Linked DNA regions of Gossypium arboreum: region 2 is linked to region 1. Evidence: chromatin contacts called from public Hi-C data. All regions are on one chromosome and are shown on one strand. Each heading gives the region's core, a stretch centred on a gene start, on an enhancer-like site or on the middle of the called end of the contact. The rest is flanking DNA. Distances are from core to core; before and after follow the strand shown. Region 1 has its middle 300 kb from the start of LOC108462294. Region 2 holds the start of LOC108476825 (kinesin-like protein KIN-14R).

Region 1 (7,071 bases), core at 2,583-5,082:
AAGTGACAAAACTATCATATGAACAGTATGTTAAGAGATATTGAAGTTTTCGCAAGACAGGACCAGAACGGTTTCTGGATTTCCTATTCCGAATTTGGAAATTCATTGTAAATTAACCAGAGATAATTAGGAGTCATGCCATATATGTACAGATTTCTATTTGAGTCTAGTTTCTATAGAAAGAAACGGCATCAGTATTGAAGCCCTGTACAGGGAGATATCCAAGTTCTAATGCGCGAAGGTCAGTGTAGTCGATCCCTGTAACATGGGAGACTTTAACTAATAAACTGTACTAATTGGCCCAACCAAAAATTCTAGAAAAAAATTTGTAGATGAATATATGAGTCTAGTTTCAGGGAAAAATCACGAAACTGATTTTCGAGTTGTGGAACTCAAGATATGATTTTTAAGGTGACAGTGACACAGTTAGCCAGTTGGCTGGAAATTTTTTTTATGGACTGTGAAAATAATAAAGTTAAGTCTGTGTGCACCTTGTGTTCGACTCCGGTAACGGACTCCGGTACGGGGTGTTACACAATCACTTCTACTTCTACTGATTTTTCATCACCCATGAAGATGTGTCTTTCACCATCACTTGGCTTTCGGTAACTCTAGCAACCCTGCATAGAAACACTTATGTGAGTAGTAGCACCAGAATCTATCCACCAAGTGTTTCTAGGTACTGAAGCTAAATTAACCTCAGAATAGACCAAATTAAGAATTATACCTTTCTTTGTATGCCTGGCATGATATTTGATACAATTTTTTTTCACGTGTCTAGACTTGTTACAAAAGAAACAACTCTCTATAGCTTGCTGTTGTTTCCGTTGAGCTGGACCCTTAGTAGTTTCATTCTAATATTTTCTTTTCTTGCCTTTGTCTTTAGAGGTATTGGCGAAATGAGCACTTTTAGATTTATCACGCTTCAACCTTGCTTCCTTTTACACACAATGAAAAATGAGCTCATTTAGAGTCCATTTCTCCTTTTGACAGTTATAACTAATTTTAAATTGACTAAACTGTGCAGGAAACGATACCAAAACCATAAGAAAAAACAATTCCTCAGAGAGCTTGATCTTAAGTGCCTTAAGTCTTAAAGCAATATGGAACATCTCCATAATGTACTCCCTTATGTTTCCTTGACCCTTGTACTTCATAGACATCAAATAAGTTAGAAGTGATGTCATCTCAACCTTATCGTTTTTAGTAAAATATTTCTCAATTTCGTCAAGGAAACCCTTGGCTTGAGTAATCTCTTTAGGTTCTGTGCCCTAAATGCTTCTGGAATGCTGTGTTTCATGATCATTAGACTCATGCGATTTGAATGATCCCACTTTTCAAAATCCCCCTTAACATTAGGGGTGCTTTTTGTAGTGAGAGTGCAGGTTGTTCTTCCCTTCGTGTAAGGTCTATGTCCATACAGCCAAGCACTATAAGTAAGTGTCTTTTTCATTCCTTAAAATTAGTCTCATTAAGCATGTGTATAGAATTTATATTAGCAGATATTATGATAGCAGAAGATGAACTAGTTGAATATAGAACAAATAAAAACAAGATCACATCAATATTTATAAGTAAGATAATGGCTAATCTCATCTCAATATACCAAACACAACATTAATATCAAGTCTTTGGACAGTAATATTAATAGTAAGCGATGCTCTTGTTGTAGCAATCAAACATTGACAATAAATCATGTCAAACAATTAATTAATTTTTGAACTAACTTATTGCTCACATAAAATACGTTATAATTGTCACATATTTATCAGCACAGATGTCATTGACAGTCTATCAAATATTAACTTACTTTTGGGCCAATCAATAAATGCATGAATCACAAAAACATATAATCATCTTAATATTTTGAATAAACTAATCTACATAAAAGAGGTCACTTTAGCGGTATTTTATTTCAACTAATCTATTTAAAATATTAGACATCTTTAATTAAAAGCTAAAATATAAATTTATTTGTTTCAAAATATTTTTTAATTTCAACTTTCAATTAAATTAAAAGATAATCATATATATATATATATATATTTATTTACTTTTTCAAAACAATATGCATATATTATATATGTATATATAATCAAAATGTATATATATATATGATCTAAGCCATGCGTATATACTATTAACCTTATTTTTTAATTAAATGCCATATAAGATAATAATAATAATAAAAAGAAGAAGAAGAAGAACAAAACCCATGATTGATATATATATATACACATATATTCATATAGCATAACATACATACAGAAAATTGAAACACAAATCATGAAGAAAAAAAAACAGAATCCATGATTGATATATACATATATTAATATAGCATAATATACATATGGCAAAAGCACCAAGCACCGACTTGACCTTCATGCAATTAACAATTCTAATACAGATCATGCAATCACCGACTTGACTTTCATGCGATATTTATTTATTTATTTATTATAAAGCTAAAATGCAATATAGAATTGTATACAGAAATTGAATCGCAGCATTCGTAACGCAAGTGTTAAATAATATTACACAAATATTTTAAACTTTGTAATTGAATTCATCAATTCGAAAATTATTTAAATTAAAATTAAAATAGAATCCTAAAATATTAATATGAATTCAAGATAATCAACATCTAAAAAATACTTTAATATAAATCTTCAAAGATCAACATATATATTCAAAATATAAAATTCATGAAATTTCATGAATCAATCATTCAAAAGAAGAACATTAATCAACTCCCAATTATTCAATATGACGTTAAAATCGTTAAAATCTTGATACAAAGCTTAATAAATCATAAACCAGGATTTGTCATGTCAAATCATCAAGAATAAATCAAGAACAAAATCAAATGAGGAAGCATACTTAAATCTATAAATTCCTTGAAGTTTTTTAAGGATCTTGGGGATTTGATCTTTCAAATTAGCACACAAGAAATTCAAAGAATATTTGCTCTCTTTTCTAAGGATGAGATATTAGAAAAGTTATCTTATTTGTAAATTGGGGACCACAACCCTAATATATATAACTTTGACACATTAGCCCTAATTCCTAATTAGTCCATCATTAATTAGAAATTAATTACTAGTGTATCTACACATATTTGAGCCATACTTTATTTAATAATTAAAGTCCAATAAATCTTAACTAAATTAGATCACTTTTAATTTGGGCTAACCTATCATGATAATAAATAATAACATATAATTACCTTTATTATATAGGTAATGTCAATTTTTTCCAACACAAAACCACTAATATCAACCAAAGTTATGTAACAACAATTGCTAAGTTGCTAACTACTACACAAAATGAAGGAAATGAAGGTTGCTAAGTTGCTAACTACTACACAAAATGAAGGAAATGAAGGTAAGGATATTTTCAGATTTGAAAGACTTATGGGTCAATTTATGATGAGCCAAATTTGGGTGAAAGATGGAAACACTTTTGTAGGAAAAATATTTGTTGGCCTAGAAACCAAAGTTGCCAAAAATTCGAGATTCATGCATCAAGTTGAAATTGAAGTTGATGTTGATTTACCTGTCCAAAATTTATGAATCATCTATGGTTGGACATGTTTGCAAGTCTATTTTCCAAGGCATCAAACGGTGTCTTTTAGAGTTTTCTACAAAGAGTTATGGGTATTTTAATGCAAGTTATTCATGGGATGAGTCTATACAAGTTTATAAACCCCCTCTCTAATTCGATGCCTAGTGCATGTAGCAATTATGTGATCCATGGAGAAGACAAAGCTGCCCAAGTTCAAGAGGTACTTTGGGCCAATTACTTATGATAAGGCCTAACAAATGTAAGCTAAAATTGCATTATACTTGGAAGAATTTTCAGCCCAATTAGAGAAGCCCAAACAAGATGAATGGGACTACTGAAGACAAGGCCGAGGTCATTTCATTTGTAGTTTGCAAGAGGAGAGAAGGTTTCTAAGTGACCATTGAATTTATTTATGCTTCATTTAAATATAGTAGAATGAATCAATTAGAAAGTTAGTACATGAATATATGAAAGAATGTACATTAAATACATATATCTAGTTAATTAAGAATGAATTTCGTAATTATAAATGCACGTAGGATTAGATATATATGTCGAAACCATTTTTCTGAAAAACAGAAATCGACTTTTCAAAACAAAAGTTTAGAATCGCCACCGATCCTTTTTGATGAGATGTGATCGGGTCACCTCAAAACGTGGTCGTTTTTCAATAAATAGATTGATTTATCAAAATCACGATTTTGGTTTGCGAAAATTGAAAAAAGGGGCTCGAGAGTCAATTACGTACGAGGAAAGGTTATCACCCTCGTCACACCCAAATTTGGTACCTAATTGATTATTCAGTGTCTTAATGTCGAAAATTTAAAATTTGACAAGAGTTTAAAATACGATCCCTCTTAGTGTTAATGCTTTTTTTAAAGTATTTGGATGAATTAAAACGTATGTTAAGGACCGTTTCATCTCAAGGTAAAATGTTATATCTAGTATGTTAGGACACAACACCTGGACCCTCGAGTATGAGCTGTTAATCTAATTCCATTTTGCACTTTTTTCACATTTTCGTTTTCTTTTTTTTTTTCATTTCAATTAATAGAATACTTCAAAACCATAAATTTTAACAACTCTGTGGTCCGCGGCAACATCCTTCCCAGCAGCTTATGAAAAATTAGGCTAACAGCTACACTTCCCAATAGTTTATGGAAAATTTGTCTCTTTTTTTCTAAGGAAGATAAATCTTCTCTCTTCGTTAATCAGATTTGCCAATTTTAAATGAATAACACATTTTTCATTTAATAACATGTTCTAATTCGATTTTTACCTTACAATAACAATCGTTAATTTAAGTTATATCTCACTGAATATGACTGAAAAAATTCTTATTTTAATCAACACCGAAAACAAGAGGTATAATAAACTGTTAGCCCCCAATTTCGAACAGGAAAAATGCAATTAAAAATATTGACTTCCCAATTGTGCATTTATTATGAGAGCGACTTAACACTTCACAAGCATTTAAAACCGAAATGACGGAACCACCCTCATACGTATAACTGACAGCCGGTAGACCTACGGTGCGGTTCAGTGCACGGCAGTACAGGACACCGCATGACCAATTGATCAGCAATCATGTACCACCGGATACCAGTACACTTTCTGGTTTTGTGACCCTCAGTAGTAAGGGTGTTTAGTCGGTTAATCGATTTAAAATAACATTAATTAAATTAATTAATTTTTAAAATTTTTAACCGTTAATTAAATTAAAATTTTTAAAAAAATTAATCGAACTGAAATTTTTAATTAATTCGGTCGGTTAACCGAAAATTATATTTTTTATATTTTTAGTTAAAAAAGTATAAAATTAACCGAATTAATCGAATTAGTCGAATTAACTAAATTACTCGAATTACCCAAATTAACTGAATTAAACGAATTATTTGAATAAAATTATATGTTTTTATTTTTATTTATTAAATTATTTGCAATTTTTATGATTGGGTTGGGTACTTGGGTTAATATATATTAGATTGGGTATTTAGATTTATATTGGATTGGGTTTGAGTGAATAGTGGACTATTTATATATTATAATTTTATTTATTATTTTTTCGGTTAAACCGAAAAAATTCTGTTAACCGACCGATTTCAAATTGAATTAACCGTTAACCGAAAATTCAAAAAATTATTAACCGATCCCCGACTGAATTAATTCGATTAACCGTATTTCATCGGTTAACCGAATTTGATCGGTTAACCGAATTTTTTCAATTTTACCCAAATTTTACACACCCCTACTCAGTTCATCTGATGTTTTGTGGTCTCATTTGATTGCTACTTAACATTTGACCAGCCTTTGTGGATTTGGTACTTATTTTATTATTTTTAGTTTATTTGTCTCTTTAGTTTTATAAAAAAATTTATTTTATTTTTTCATTTAATGTTTTCTCTTTTTCAATTTTTCAATTTATAATTTCTATAAAATCATCTCAAAGCAAATGAAGAAATCAATATTTTTAATTTGATTGATGTGACATACACGTGAATTATTATGTAAATAATACATTAACATTTAATTAAATTTTAAAATTTTAAAATTATTTTTAAAAATAAAAATCATTAAAATTATTTTAAAAGTATAAAATATTTTTAACATTTTTAAATTTAAAAAATTAATTAAATGCTGACATATCATCCATATATATGTCAAATTAGAAAAATTAACAAGCATTAATTTTTCCATCTATTTTAAGGTGAATTGACAAAAAATATAAAATTAATAGTAAAAAAGACAAAAAAATTAAATCAACTACTGAAATGAATATTTTTATAAAGTTGGATTACCTTGCTATTTCATTCCTCCAAATTATCCACTGACCAACATTCCAAGTGCCGATTTATCCTTACTTGGCAGAATTAGTTAATATTAAATTTATTAAATTATTTGTTTGTTTTATTTTTTTAATTCTATTGATTATGATGATTTGTGTGTTTTAAGTATTCCAATAATAATTAGATTTGAAATTTAGATTGATACAATTTGCATATTTATAATCTGAATTTGTTTATTTTAGCAAAAACATATTCATTCACTTCACAAGCCATTTGACTTAGTAGATTTTGTGATGTTTAAATTTGATTATTATATAAATAATTACTATCATCCATCCCGCTATCAATTTTCTGAGCTTATCCATAATCATCCACAAGAGTAGAGAGACATGAAGATGGCGGTCATAAGTTCATAGGAGAAGGGGAGGCCCGTGACCCTGATTGATGTTGTAACGTTTGATAGGGAATTCGTAAACCCTAAAATGACAAACCCAATCATTCATATGTGAAACCCGGGACTGAGTTTGTTGTTTGGATCTCACGGGAATGGAGCCGCCCACACGCCTCCCCTATTTGACGGACAATCACGTGCCTCACTCTCCTTTGTATATCCATTCATGTTCGGATGAAAACCAACCAAACTGTTTAAATAATTTCTTCTGAAATAGTAATTTTGGTTACGGATTATTCCATGTTTTTTTCTCATCCATGCATTAAACTT
Region 2 (7,071 bases), core at 2,721-5,220, 710 kb after region 1:
AGTGGCTATATAGTCGAGTAAGGTAGACAATCAATGGACCTGTATGGAATATGACTACTTTTTGTTGCTAAAGCGTACACAACATCCCCAAGAGCTGAAAGGGATTTATTGATATTTTGAGCCTCCTTGAGTCGTTCCCCTTGTGCATCAGTTTTGGCAAGCCTCTCACTGCCTGCCAAATCCACAAGCCAAAGCTTGCTCTTGGTGCAATCACCAGTCATCAAGTTCTTTGATTTTACCATTATACAAAGCATGCTGAACAAAAGTAAAAGAGAAAAAGATGAAAAAAAAAAAGATACAGAAAATAAAAGAGACTTCGTTCATTTTAAAGTGTTGAAAAAGAAAAAATGGGGTCTTGATACCAGTGGGATCGGCTGCTATGTTCATTCACATTGTTTGATCCAACAGCTCTAGAATTGCTTCCAATCTGCAATACATTCCAAACTTCCTTTATATTTTCAACCTGAGCTTCTACAATGCCTGGAACATGATGAAACCCTTCAGCAGATTGCTTTATCTCCAACCTATCAACCAAATCAAGTGAATGCATTAAGCTTCAATATCTCAAGGAAATTCATCCTAGAACAACATAAATCACACCATTCAGGATACCATATTTTGAAAGTGAGTAGTTAAAAATGTAACAAAAAGTACAGCTGTCTCACCTCTTTGATGTTGGTGATGTAGATAATAAGTCTCTAATTTGTTCATTATAAACTTCAAGAACACTAACAGATATGTTATACATAAAAGTTTCACTCCTTTCTTTAGCAATATGAAACAACTGCTCTAGAGTTCTATAATTGACTCCTCTGTTCTGGTCTGTGCCTTCCATTGTAAATGTCTTCCCTGTTCCTGTTTGCCCGTAAGCGAAAATACAGACATTGTAGCCATCTAACACTGATGTCACCAATGGCAAGGCATCCGCAAAAACATCAACTGTTATGCCAAAACAAACACTAGCTCAATCAGCCTCTTACAGCATTTTAATTAGTTATATAAGGGCCGTGCATCAAATGATAGGGGTAATTGTTACCTTGATTGTCGTTGGGTGTGTACACTCGATCAAACTTGAAAGTCTTTTTGGTGGAGGCACCTGTCAGAATTCCAATGTTTCCATCTTTTGCTGCATCAAAATCTACAACTTGAGCAGAACCAGCTGATATCTCTGCTTTACTAAGTGGGCGGCAGCGGCAAAAGACTCTGATATTACCTGATATTAAATAAATACTGTAAGTGTTTTCCCCTGTACTCTTCAATGATCAATTTCATAGACTGCATTGATAAATTACTCAGAAGGGAGAACAATCCTTGCCTTTTGTTTCCTGAATTTGATTATAGAGCTCCTTTCGCTTCGCTTGCTCTTCACTATACTTCACTTTGAGATCCTCACACTGCTCAACTGCAAACTCATTCTGTAAGTCTATGCAGATGTATAAATGCAAACTCCTACTCACTTAACCAAGATAAATTAGACCTTACCCAGTGCTTGGACACCAGTGACCATTTTATTCAGTTCGGGTATTGACTCAGCACAGGCATGTGCTTCATGGGAGAGCTGAGCATGTTCATTTTTCATTATCTGCAGAAACATCAATAAAAAAAAAGCATTAAAATAAATAATCCCTCAACAACAGTAGGAAGCGAAATTATTAAGAAATAGGAGATTATTGGAAAGATAGAATCATTACCTTTATTTTCTCTTGTAAATTATTGATTGCTGCTGCCCAATACTTCTTATAATGTTCATAACTGCTAGTAATATTTTTCAAATTTTCAGTTTGTTTCCCCACAGTTTCATCTGACAAGAGAAGATTTCTTGAGTTAAAAAGGAGCAAGTATTTCTATGCCTCTCATTGTAAAACTTAAGCACCTAACATAATCCAAATAAACCACCATTGCATAGTCTTTTTCGTCAGCATTTGTGATTAAGTCAGAATTTAATAAACAATATTCCAACAAATCTTCCTCCACTTGAATGGTTCAAACATTCAGAAATATGAGGAACAAGTAATTATTTAGCAAAAATGAGAGTTTCTAAGAAGAAATGCATTTGCTCATGTCATTAAAAACTGAGAACAAGTAAACTGATGATGGTTACCGAGAGTGCGTGTTTGGAAGATCTTGTTGTCAAGTTCCATCCTAACCTTCTCCAACTGCTCATTAGCTGCAGTCAATGACATCCAAGCCTCGTGACATTCATGTGTCTTGAGCTGGCACTGTGTAGTGAGCTCTTGTATCTTCTTTTCATACTTGTATGTAACTTTTGTTCGCACAAATTTCATCTACAAAGCACAAAATAAAAGTCTAAATAAGCAGGAAGTTCAGCCTTAACTTCTCTCATAGAAAACATCAAAATCATATTAAATGAACTGTAACCTGAGCTGAGGAAACTTCAATTTCAGCAGCACAGTTATTGCACTTAAGGTATTCTTGCGATCCCTGAGTAACTGTTTTTAGATCATAAATAAAGGTTGCAAAATAAGCAGTTTTTCTAGCATGGTCCAAAGTTAAATCTAGGAGTGAATCAAGTAACTAAAACACAAATTCCAGTACCTGGAATATTTTGTGTTTTCCTTACACAAATCCCACAAACCATGGGGCTTCCTATAACTCCTTCAAACCTCAAAGCAATTAGCCCATCCTCCTTCACTGATACCCTCAAACCAACAACTTGTAATGGCTTATTGGCTCCAACAACTGAGAAGATATCAAAATCTGACAATACCTGTCATATTCACACCAAAATTTCAACATTTCTAGGCAGTGAAAAACCACAAAACAAATTGAATGATTTTGACAAGTAACTTGCCTTCTCTTCTTGCATATAGACATTGAATATCCTCATTCCTTTAGGTCCATTAGTGTTAATGATCTCTGCAAAATGAAGATCAACAAAATAGTCTCCCGGAGGAAGATTTTTGAACTGGTATGAGAAGCTACCAATTCTTGCAGACCAATAAATGAAAGGACAATCTCCAGCCTCATTTATAGGCTCATTGGTCTGCATAACATTTCCTCCTTCAAAGTAATTATCCCCCACAAATTTCATGCTAGAATCTGTTTCATTTAAAGCCTCTCCTCCAGCGTTTATAAACATCACAATTTCATCTGTAAATTGTATGAAATTTCAGGAAAAAGATTACTACCTTGATTGAATCATATATCATTAAGAACTACAAATATAAGTCAAAATTCATAATTTACTCATAAGTGTTAAATTAATCTGCAATATATATATATATATAAAAGAAAAGCAACTCAGAAAAGTTTGAATAAACTTCACCTCTTTTCTTTTCTTTTCTCTTTTTGTAATATTTCAAACAAGTTCTGGAATGCTAGTACATGTACTTTAAAAGATTTAAAAAAAAATCCAAATATAATTAAATCACAAGAAACTTCTGCTTTTTTTGCAAGCATATCAAGGAAAAAAAGAGCTGTAATTTCTTTCTTTCACAGGACTTTATTATTGATTAAATAATTAGGAGTTTAACAAGATAAAATCATGAAATTTTACTTACCGGTGCAATTAGATTTGGAAAACCCGGATAGGATCAGCCTTGAATTAGAGTCACAAAGCATTAGATCAGCAAAAGATTCTTCTTCACCTTCATCCATGGCGGAGGTAGGGTTATCTAGATTCAAGGCAAGATCGCATTTTTCTGAGTCGAAACCTCTAGTAATAGAGAAATCGGGGAAATGGGTTTCTGGGTTTTGGAGAAAAGCGTTTAACTGAGCATTATCCATTGGGTGTGTTTGGTTGCCGAGAAAATTTCTGAGATTTGCTTGGATAAGTCTGTAACGAGCAAGAGTGAAAGAACGAAAGAAAATTAGAATGCGTTTGAAAATGGGATGTTTTTGGAAAGGAAATTGTTCGAATTTGAATTCCTCTTTGTCGACCGTTGGGAGACCTTTTTACCGTTAAGTACTTTTTAGGGTTTGCCAATAAGTTTTTGCAAAGCCCATTGGGCTTCGCTTTCTATACTCTCTACTTCTCTTCAAAAACAACCCAAGTCTTCAAATTTAAGTTGTTGAATTAGAGAGATGAAACTAGTCCTACCACGTTCAAGTGTTAATGGACTGAGTAAAGTCAGGTTGGGGTACCAACATATTTTATGTGTTTTCAAATGTAGATTTAAAATTTTACTTAAATTCATCTATATTATCTTTAAAAAAATTAAGAAATATATTATATTTTTTAATTTTTAATTTAATAATTATATATTTTTCATTTATTACAATTTTATATATAGATAGCGAACATTCTTTAGTGTTTACATTATAATATTATACATAACATAGAAAAATAACATAACACAATATATTAAAAAAATTAGAAAACTGATCAGGTTTAATTTTTTATTCAAAACCTCCTAAATTCTAGACAAGTAATCTAACCCTTAATATAAATGTAGATATAAAATTTCAAAAATTAGAGAGGGGAGAAAAACGTTGGGTAGGTGAATCAAAATTTTTATACTTTATGAATTTTTAATAAATTTTTAATCGAATCGATTGAACTAACGAACTAATGGTCTGATTGGTTCAACTATTAATCTGATTCTAAAAACATTGATTCGAATTTGAGTTGAACAACTTAAGTTATCAAGCGAGTGATATTCAGATTTTTTAGTGGTTAATTAAATTAGCTAATGATCCTAATAGACTGAACTCAACAATTCTATCTTTGTCTTGAAACAAATTTAACTTGGAAAAAAAAAACTTCCAGCCTCGAATATTGAATAAAGTTTGAATTAGAGTCAACTTGATTACATCTCTTCAATATTCTCATCGGAGATAAATAGAGTGAAAAATCGTAAGATATAACATGAATTTTAAGATAACATCTAGTATGAGATTTTATTATAGCAGGATCTTGTGAAATCCCTTTAAATCAAAAACTGTACTTGAAGATAGAAATAAGGAAACTATAGTCATTTGATCAATTCACATCAAAAACTAAAAAATTATAGTGATAACTTGGAACCTGTTAAATTGGTTATCTCTTTCTTTAATATTGAAACCGGTTGAATTGGTTAAAAAGTAAATTCATGTTTTTCAATGTAAAACTTACATAACATGATTAACGGTGGATTAATGTTTCTCTTTTCTTTTTTCTTTTATTTCAACAATTGATTTAAAAACATCCCATGAAATTTGCACTTATCCTCTACAATGGTTTATGATAGTGTGACTTTTCATGAAAAACCGACCCACATAAACATTTTCAAATATCTACCCATTAAATCAAATATATGACAAAAATACACAACCTTAAGTAAAATATATAAAAGTTAATTTAAAATTAAAAGACGACTATTTTAATAAATATAAATTCTAAATTTATAAAGTAAAATCAAGGTAATACAAAACATAAATGAGTAAAGAATTGAAATAAAATTAACTCGTAATATTAAAATACATCTATAGCAATATAAACATGATAAAATTGAAAATTCACTCATAACAATTTTATATAATCAAATTTGATCCTAAGTATACAAGGACTCAAAATCTCAACTGTTACCAACACTACCAAAAGTTTATTAGTTAAATCCAACCTTTTAATTAAAAAAAAAACAACTCATACCATTTTCATCTTAATTAAACAAATAATCTTATTAGGTAAAATAAATTCAATTTGGATTAATAGTTTGTCCATTAAATTAATGAAAATTGTATGAAAATTTATCATTTGAAATATTTTAAATTTTATTAAGTTTATATAGAAATAATAAAATTGGAACAACAAAACAAAATTTTTCATTTGCATTACAATATATAAAATATGAAAAATTTAACATATATTTCAACACATTTGTCATGTCCACCTATATTCATAGAATTTTCACCACACATATTTATATATTTCAATAAAATTTATATTTGTTGGCTTATTATGTTGTGTTATATAATTTTTAAAGTTGTAATAGTATCAATATAATCCATCATTGCAAGTATTTCAAAGTTCTCATTATTTTAATCTTGTCATTCAATCTAAAAACTTTATTTTATGCGATTTTTTTTATTTCTATTCATTTTTAATGCAATTTGTATCGTAATATATATATAATTATAATTTAAAAAATTATAAGAATAGATAAATAATGACATTTTTTTAAATAGATGTCTTTGACACCCATTTTTTTATTTCTTGTATATTATATGCAAAATTAATTTATATGAAAAATAAAAAGAATTGTTATGAACCAGTTCCAAGTTGAATAAAGAATCGAATGGAATAGTCATTAATCAAATCATTCACCCTATAGTCTGATAATTTTTTTAAAAAATTGATTAATCAGGTAAGAATAAATATAGAGTTTTGTTCTACATGTCAATATCAGTACCGACAACATTGAAATTTATAGTAAGAGGAAAAACCGTCGACTTTAAAAATCGTGAAGGTTTAAGTCCCGCTATCGTCAACCCCAAAAAACCCGTTTGTTATCTATTTATTTTATCCTACCCTTTTTGTTAGTGGTTTAAAGTTTTTTTATGTTTCTCATTCATCCTATTTTTTACCATTTTACAAGTGTATCCTAGCATAGTAAAATTTTGTTCTCTTATCACAAGTCTTGTGATAATACCTTCCAAAAGAAACTTTTGTTGTTGTTGGATTATATCATACTCACGATATGATGAAAGAAAAACTTAATATTAAAATATATTTATAAATAAAATTAATAATTGAACTCTTGGTAGAGTGGTAAAATCTTTTTTTTTTTGTTGTTGTACATTTAGACATTTTGGTTTTAATTGTTTTATTTAAACATTTCATATAAAAATAGTAAAGGCAAAATCATCCTTATTTTAATATTCATTACTTTATTAAAATAATCTCTAACCGAATTAATGTCTAATTGGCTTATGATTCTAACCCAATCGATTACATTGTATATCTAGAATATATTATTATGCTTCTTGATTTTTATTTTTATTTTTTGTTACAAGAGGCAATTTTTTTAAAAACTAAAATAACTCAAACAATGCAGTCACAAGCAAAAGTAATACCCAACATATCTCCTAATAAAATGATCAATACTCCACTAGATGATCTTGCAAACTTAC

Evidence for each region. Hi-C and Micro-C count contacts between places; a contact is called where the count stands out from the background.
Region 2: a contact with region 1 is called in a Hi-C map of leaf, with 6 times the contacts expected there. The contact joins the promoter of LOC108476825 here to the enhancer-like site in region 1. A contact is called at or near these places in 2 of 5 Hi-C or Micro-C datasets (both in leaf).

What each region holds. Positions count from the first base shown.
Region 1 is chr12:54,652,464-54,659,534 of ASM2569848v2, forward strand. No RefSeq gene overlaps it. Among protein-coding and RNA genes, the nearest start is that of LOC108462294, 300 kb to the left of the region's middle. Within about 2 kb of position 3,833, at least 1 of the 2 cell types and tissues checked has an H3K27ac peak or open chromatin away from gene starts, as enhancers often do. A contact at or near this core is called in leaf, where this site is marked.
Region 2 is chr12:55,366,517-55,373,587 of ASM2569848v2, forward strand. It overlaps LOC108476825 (kinesin-like protein KIN-14R), which reads right to left and starts at 3,971. Exons shown (of 19, transcript XM_017779182.2): 1 at 3,522-3,971; 2 at 2,813-3,111; 3 at 2,557-2,728; 4 at 2,380-2,450; 5 at 2,102-2,285; 6 at 1,692-1,801; 7 at 1,483-1,582; 8 at 1,316-1,402; 9 at 1,037-1,213; 10 at 666-939; 11 at 363-524; 12 at 40-255. The coding sequence starts at 3,747.